Linked DNA regions of Pan troglodytes: region 2 is linked to region 1. A link is a contact called in public Hi-C data. All regions are on one chromosome and are shown on one strand. Each heading gives the region's core, a stretch centred on a gene start, on an enhancer-like site or on the middle of the called end of the contact. The rest is flanking DNA. Distances are from core to core; before and after follow the strand shown. Region 1 has its middle 350 kb from the start of USP25. Region 2 has its middle 210 kb from the start of MIR99A.

Region 1 (3,631 bases), core at 72-2,571:
AGAAATTGCATTGAAGTGTGACCCAGTTTTGCTCTCTGGGATTTTATAAAGCAACCTGAAATCTTCACATGCCACATGTTCCAGCCTCTTTAAGTTATCTATAGAACAAATGACTTTATCCCTGACAACTAAATACAAATGTGCAACGCAAAATTGTATTTCCACAGGTTTTCTGCAGATAAATGAACTCATTTGTGAACGTTATTTAATTTGATCTACTTTGGTTATGTAACAATCCTATAAATTTGCTAAAGGTATTACATTGCAAATGGAGACCAGGCATTTTTATAGAAACACTAAGGCAAATGTTAAATATTACACATTTTAAAAAAACAAACTGTATTACTGCAATATATTCCAAAATAATACGTAAGCTGGTCCCTTAACTTCCTTTCAAGCTGGTTCTTGTATTCAGTTTTTCTAGTAAATGGATGCAAATCAGGTGCATTGTGCTGGGATGGGAAGGGGGAGATTTGTCCAGAAATGACCTCAGTTCTATTCATTAATAAAATGACAATGTTGGCTGAGAGCACTGGAGAATGAAATATAACAAGAGTGAACTTTCCTCCATGTGACAGATGCATACAAGTGCTTTTTGGATAAAGCACTGTATGTAAAATGGCCACTGCAGCATAAAATCTGGAAACGTTAAAGGAAGTTCTAAGATACAGATTGTTAGAAAAACCTGCAACTTTCATGGCAATGCACACCTTATTCTCTGTTACCTTGTACAATTCTGAACCCCAACTTGGAGAAGCATGTATTCATTCATAAGAAGAGGGATCAGACAATATAAACAGAGGTTTAATGTTGTTAAGAATTTTTTTTAAGAAAGAGAAGATAATTTTTGCAAGTTCAAAACAAAATAGAATTGTACCCAGAATCACTTTCAGTGACGGCAGACACCAAGGGGGGGCGGGGGGGGAAGGTAAAAGCCATCAGAGAGAATGTAGCCACATTTTTGCATAGCGGATTAAATTATGCCAGCAGAATAATTAATGGAAGGACCTAATATGGAAAGGGGGGGGGGTGACAGGAAAGGGGGAAGTCTATGTTAAACAAAGTTCATTACTGCATGATGTAAATGAGTTTCTCACCAATGATGTCACTGATTGGCTGAGCTGCAGAGCTGGCTTCGAGCATGGCCGGATTGGCTGCTAGCTCTTCTGGTGCCTGCCTGCTCGGGCAGCGGTTGAACCAGATACTTTCTGTCTCTCTTGTTGTCGTTTGAAGCAAATCTTGTTCAGCCCAGCTGTGTCTCCATAGTAGTGGCACCCTAAGAGAGAGTCTCCCTCCTGCTTCCCACAGCTCGTCTGTGAGGCGGTCGCTGCTGTGAAATACCAGCCCTTGGCACCAAGCCCAGACAGCGTTCTCAGATCCATCTATAACACACACATACAAAAAGAAAAATAGAAAAAGCAGTTCTTTCATCTGAATTGCATCCTAAGGAGGATTAAGAAGGCTTCTATTGCTACTGATTTGTGTTCCTTCAATTTGATGGTTAAAATAGTTTTTGAAATACAGTATCTTCTCATCTGCAGTAGAACACCATTGGTTAAAATTGGTTAAAAAGATGGGGGGAACCCCCCTCTCCCATGTTTACCTTGATTACAGAAAAATAATTCTTCATTTTCTTCCTAAGCACCGTAACTGATGTTTTTGGTCCCCTACCAGAATTTTTAAACTCTCACCAGATTTCTAATTACAGCCGAGTCATTATTTTTCAGGTTAAGACAAGGGATCTTAATTAGCATTCTTTTTTAGCTATGCAAAATGAGACAGGGCATGAAACAGAAACGATCTATGGAGAGGCAGAGAGAGAGAAAGAAAAAAAATCTGTGCAGCTTTTACAGTTGAGCTGACACCCCCTCCTTCCCCGCTCTCCCTCCACCCCCCTTGCGAAAAGAATGCAGTCATATGAACTTTACCAGACAATGGAGTACCTACAGGCTCTCCCCTAGACAAGTCCTTTATAACCAGCCAGTGCTATGTGCTGCAGACAGTGGCCAATCGGCAGGCTCCTTTCTGCAGCAGGGACACAATAGGTGCATTGGCCACACTGTCCTCCTAGACCCTGACAGCAGTTCAGGTTCATTTATTGTACACTGGAAGGCACATATGTCTTTAATATTCACTGTGAAATTATCAGTGCGACTGCCTTTATTTCACCATAATTACATCAACCTAATTACCGCGCACAAGCTGCAATAGCACTGTTTGCACAGAGTGGCGCATAGCCATGCATGCCGTAAAAATATGCATGAACATGCCTGCTTATTTCAATAATAAAATCCACCAATTTTCTTCCCACGGCTTCCTCCAGAATACTTCAGTGGAATATAGCCATCGCTTTTCCCCTTCAAAAGAAAAAAGCATATGTGTGTGTATAATATATATATATACATACATATACAAATAATACATATTATTTAAACATTTTCCTAGTCATTTATTGGGGTGAGGTATGGGAGTAGAATCTAGTCAGTAAATACAAGGTCATTAAAGACCTAAGGCATTTACCCCGTATTACTAGGCATCAGAGTGAAGGAGTAAGTGAATCTGCATGAATCACTATAGCCATGACTACATGCCGATTTATTTCGAGTCTAACTGTCATGCACATCTGCATATGCCTAATTTATGTATTTTTATATTACATAATTATGTCATGCCTTGAAACACTGACTCAAAATGCTTGAAAAATTAAATCTTCGCTTTTTGCGTATTAGTTCAACACAGTTAGGCAGTCTGTGGTAGAAACTGTCTGCTTTTTTATTTTATTTTATGCATGTTACATTTACATATTCATGAACACAAAAGCTGTTATGACCGAGGATTCTGCAGCAGGGGATGAGAAGGCACGATCCCGCATACAGATGTATTAATTTCTAGGGGAAGAATGGCAGCCTATGATGACCAGGAAGAGAAGATGTTTGGGGTTTTCATTTGGGGTTTACCTCATTATATAGTAAATGATGTCGCTAACCTGCCAACAAATGTTTAAGTATAATAAACTTGGAAAGTAAAGCCAATTTGTATTATTCCTGGCCATTCATCCACACTGTAAAAAAAAATAAGCATTTTGAAATGCAGACTTCTGACTCAGGTCCTTGCAGGTAAAATAAAAGGGGTGTGCTCAGAAGCTGCTCATTATTTCACAATTTACATATTTCTTGCTCCAAATCAGAATGCTAAGCTTTAAGCTTTGATTATTTTCTAAGTCGGAATTTTACCAATGTTTGCCTGTATTTATTGGTGTACTTTGATTTCTAGCTCATGATTCTGTAATCAGGAATGCAATTCATCATTAAAGTAGGCACATTAGGAGAAACAGTAACCTATTTATACTCACAGGCTGTATGTTTATAACATATAATCATTCCAAAGAGAAAGAATCCCAATCGTTTTTTATAAATTTTTATAAATTTATATTTTGTAGTCCTGGTTTTTAAATATATGTAAAATTTGTATCATAAAACGTATTCCAGTTGCTTTTGAATTTTATAAGCATTTTAAAAGAAAAGCACAGCTCTTCTATCTATACTTTCCAAAAATCAAGTTTTAATAGGAGGGATGGGGAAGGCAAATTCCTAACTAAACGAAAAGATCATACGGCTCAATCATAAAAAAC
Region 2 (4,043 bases), core at 146-2,645, 260 kb before region 1:
CATGTGGAATAGATTATAGTGGCTTAAATTCTTTCTTCCACTAACCTTGAAACTTACAAGTTTAGTCTCTAAACTACGTGGTAATAAAAATTACTTTCATTATAAAACAGGTTTATAACAAATATTTCATATACATCAAAAGGTTGAAAAGATTTCAAATTTTAGAAAAAGAAGGACTTCTTAGAAAGAATTACAATATATCTCAGTTGATAGCCTGTATATGTAACCATTAACATCAATTTAAGTTAATACCAACCGGATTCTAACTCATAATTTAAAAGTTTATAGTTTTATAGTATGTTACATGCTTCTCTGTAGTTCACCAACAATACTTCATAAGAGCAAAAATTAGTACACTTCAAGCAAAGTTTAAAACCTGAGGGTCAAAATTAGGAAATATCTATTCATTTAAGCAAAGTGACTAAATGTACTCAGAAGAAGCAGAACTGCTTTTCATACAAATGAATGTCCCTTCATCAAAGCACAGTGCTAAATGCTATTATTTGAGGCAAAACTTTATAAATATAAATAATTTATCACACATTTTATGATTCACCATACAACTAAGGAATGTAACATAGCTTGAAATCATGTAAAAATGTTTACAGCATAAGAACGACAAAGAATTCAAAAACATGAAGTATGCTTGCTCTAATAATTTAGAAAACAATAGATACTTTCATGGCCTATTTTCCCCAGAACAGGCTTATCATATTATTAATTTTATCCAGAGTCTTTGTTTTTTTTATGTCCTCGTGGTTTATATGTGCTACTGCATAATGTGTATTTGATGTCAAAACTTTCTTCATTGAAAGAAACTTTTTAGGGTGTGAGTATATTCATGTGTCTATGAATTTGCCCAGTGACAACTGTTGCTGATACTAACATTTATTGTTCACTAGGTGCTACATATTATACTAAATAATTTACATACTTAGTTTTAACTATATAAAATTGTGGATGTTTATTTTTCATCTATAAAGAGGGCAATTTCATATGGCTCATCCTGAGATTTTAGCTCATTTATTTCCCATAAGAACCATGAGATAGTTATTTATGTATGTCTATTTATATATATTTAGTTATGATTTATTTTATTTCACAGATGATGAAACTAAGTCATAGAGATGTGAAATATCTTGTCCAAGTTTACCTACATAGTTAAGCAACAAACTCAAGAAATGAATTTGGCAATTTGACTGTATAGGCCATTGAATGAACTAGTCTATTACATTATAACAAGATAACGAGGTGAAATATACTCTGTGGGGGAGTTTGCTTCATTTCTGGACTCCTTCCCTTTGGTAACCTACTCGAAGCCTGTAACTGCCTAAAGTATGGTCTGACTATAAACAGGAGCATGGTATCACCTAAGAGCTGCTAGAAATGCAGACCCCCGGGGAGTCTGAATCTGCATTGTAACAAGATTGCCTCGTTACAGTGTTTCGTACGAACCTTACCTTTTAAGAACAGATCTAAGCTGTCTTCATTTTTAAGACTTAATAAGCATATGCAAAACAATCCATCTACATTCAAAAGGTAAAGACAAAATAAGTCTACATGTAATAAAATGTCCTGGTTCAGGTAACCTGTGAACAATAAGAAATAATACTTTAGATGTAATTTTGGGTGTACACAAAATGAATTCTCGTGAATGCATGCATTCCCCACACCCTTTCTTTTCGTCCCACATACCTCTTTAACTTATTCGGTGAATAGATGTCTATTATGTCTGTATTGTCATGAGATTGTGTCTTCAGTTTGCCATTTTGCTCTCTGCGATTCACACAAACTGTGGCTTTCCCTTTACACTTAGAACTTTAGGGCTTTATGTACAATCCCTGACATAGTGACAGGGAGTATTTCTTCCCACTAGATGGCAGTAACGGCAATTTAATAATACATATAAAGACACTTCCAGCTTGCTACAGGGCACTGCAAACAATGAGTGAGGGTTTCGTGAATAGCTGAGCTGGACTTAATATAGGGAGCAATGACTTGGTGACAAATTGGAGAACAGTTTTTCTCTTTTGATGTCTATGTTTCAATTTTGTTTTGCATGCTTTTCAAGATTAAAAGCAGTCTTGTTTGCGTATCTCTTACCCCTAGTTATAAGGAGCAGCTATTTTATGAATAATTTTCACTGATAAGAGTGATAGACAGGTGGTTGCTAAAATAAGATATTTTGTTAGCATGACTATATAAATCATTTTCTTATTCCAGTTTTTAAGGAGATCTTTCCTTTTTTCTATAAATGACCATATATATAATTTCTAAATGCAGATATTCAAGATTCTCATGAGAAATCACATCTTGGATTGATAAATTTATTTTTATTAAGTTTCTTTCCAGTAAATGTTTTAAGAAGGCCACATACAAATGCCCTATAGAAGTTAAGCAATAACAGCAAGGAGAGAAGAAGTTTATAGTAAAATGACAATAGGATTTTAACACATACAAATGCAATTCTACTGACATTCTATTTAGTGTTTCAATATGACTTTTTGCGTTCAGAATGTTTTTACGTAAATACTTAAGAAAAGAGAGAGGACAAAGCTTATTAATAAAGATGTAAACTTCTTTAGGGATATAATTATGCAACCTCATTGTTGCCTTGATGTTTCAAGGGATTGAAAATACTTTTGCCATTGATCACACTTGTCTTATATTGATCTGTGTTGAAACTCTAAAAGTGCTACCCCAGTGCTTCTCAAACTAACTGTGGTCTAAGCCAGACTATTTTTTTCCTAAATCATGAAGTAATGTTTTCCAATTTACAGTAAAAGTGGATAACTAGAGAAACTAAATGTAAAAACTGACATTAAAACATTCATATTTTATTACTTGAATCAACAGACACAAATGTTGGGTTGATTTTCTATGAAATTTTCTAAAGGCTTACTCTCTATTTTTGTACTTCCATGTTTTCTAATGGGTATCGAACTGTTCTCAGAAGGGCCTGGCCCATGGACCCCACTTTGCATAGTGCTGCTCTAGACTGCTTCCTAGCAGAATGGAGCCACATCTTCCTGGGGAGTTAGGTTCTAAAGCAACCATGCATGGTGAAAACCTGGGGCCTCTCAATTAGTCTAATAAAGGCAGAATTTTTATTTTTGTTTTTTAATTTGGCTTCTTTGTTATCTGTTAATTAACCAGTTAATGATATGACTGGTTTCCATTTAGATGCTATGCAGTAGGAAAAATACATATATCTTAATGCTGGACTTACACTGAGCACAAGATAGGTGCCAAAGATGTGAAGTTCCCAGGCACAGAAACTGATACATGTCTCCCAGCTGGGACTCAGGTCTTCACCTCTGGAGAAGGAACACTGTCTTTTGCCACTATTTTATGTCTTTCAATCTGCATCCTCTTCCCTCCACCCCCAACTGCTCTTTTTCTTCCCTAGAGTGAGTACCAATGACCATATTCTCTTCCAGAGCCACATCAAAAGATTAAACAACGGCAGCTTATACTGTTAGAAGGAAAAACACGATCTCTGCTCATACAATCTGACAGTTTGTAGACATCAGCTGAGCTATGCTCACCCACTTTGGAGCAGGATGAAAGGCCAAACAACCTTCTGTGAGGACATTTTTCAGAAGCACTTTAGTAATAGGTCAATGGCAAATAGGCCTAAACTCAGATGTTTTGTGTCTGAGATCTCAATTCTGTTTGGATATTGTCACATTAATTTTCTAAGAATGTTATTTAATTTCAATATTATCCCATAAACAGGTATGTATGAAGAATATAAATATTCATACATACATTTTGAAGGTGTTTGACACGTGTCAAACTAACATCAGCAACATATGTTTTACATCCAAAATCCAAGATGAGTTAAGTGTCAACTTTTATCATTTGGTTTTATGTAATTTAGCTGAGACAGGCCTCAATCTTAGCTTTAGACTATTTTGGATTTGGCCGTACATATACAAACTCATTTATCACTAAATTGAAAATATTTTCTTAAAAAAATACTCATGGAGTTATTTTAATTTCAGAACTTTACTAATACTTTTTATGATTTTAAATATATT

The links. Hi-C and Micro-C count contacts between places; a contact is called where the count stands out from the background.
Region 2: a contact with region 1 is called in a Hi-C map of stem cell-derived neural progenitor cells, with 3 times the contacts expected there. The contact joins two enhancer-like sites. A contact is called at or near these places in 3 of 7 Hi-C or Micro-C datasets (induced pluripotent stem cells, a lymphoblastoid cell line and stem cell-derived neural progenitor cells).

What each region holds. Positions count from the first base shown.
Region 1 is chr22:17,126,066-17,129,696 of NHGRI_mPanTro3-v2.0_pri, reverse strand. No RefSeq gene overlaps it. Among named protein-coding and RNA genes, the nearest start is that of USP25, 350 kb to the right of the region's middle. Within about 2 kb of position 1,321, at least 17 of the 24 cell types and tissues checked have an H3K27ac peak or open chromatin away from gene starts, as enhancers often do. A contact at or near this core is called in stem cell-derived neural progenitor cells, where this site is marked.
Region 2 is chr22:17,387,228-17,391,270 of NHGRI_mPanTro3-v2.0_pri, reverse strand. No RefSeq gene overlaps it. Among named protein-coding and RNA genes, the nearest start is that of MIR99A, 210 kb to the left of the region's middle. Within about 2 kb of position 1,395, at least 2 of the 24 cell types and tissues checked have an H3K27ac peak or open chromatin away from gene starts, as enhancers often do. A contact at or near this core is called in stem cell-derived neural progenitor cells, where this site is marked.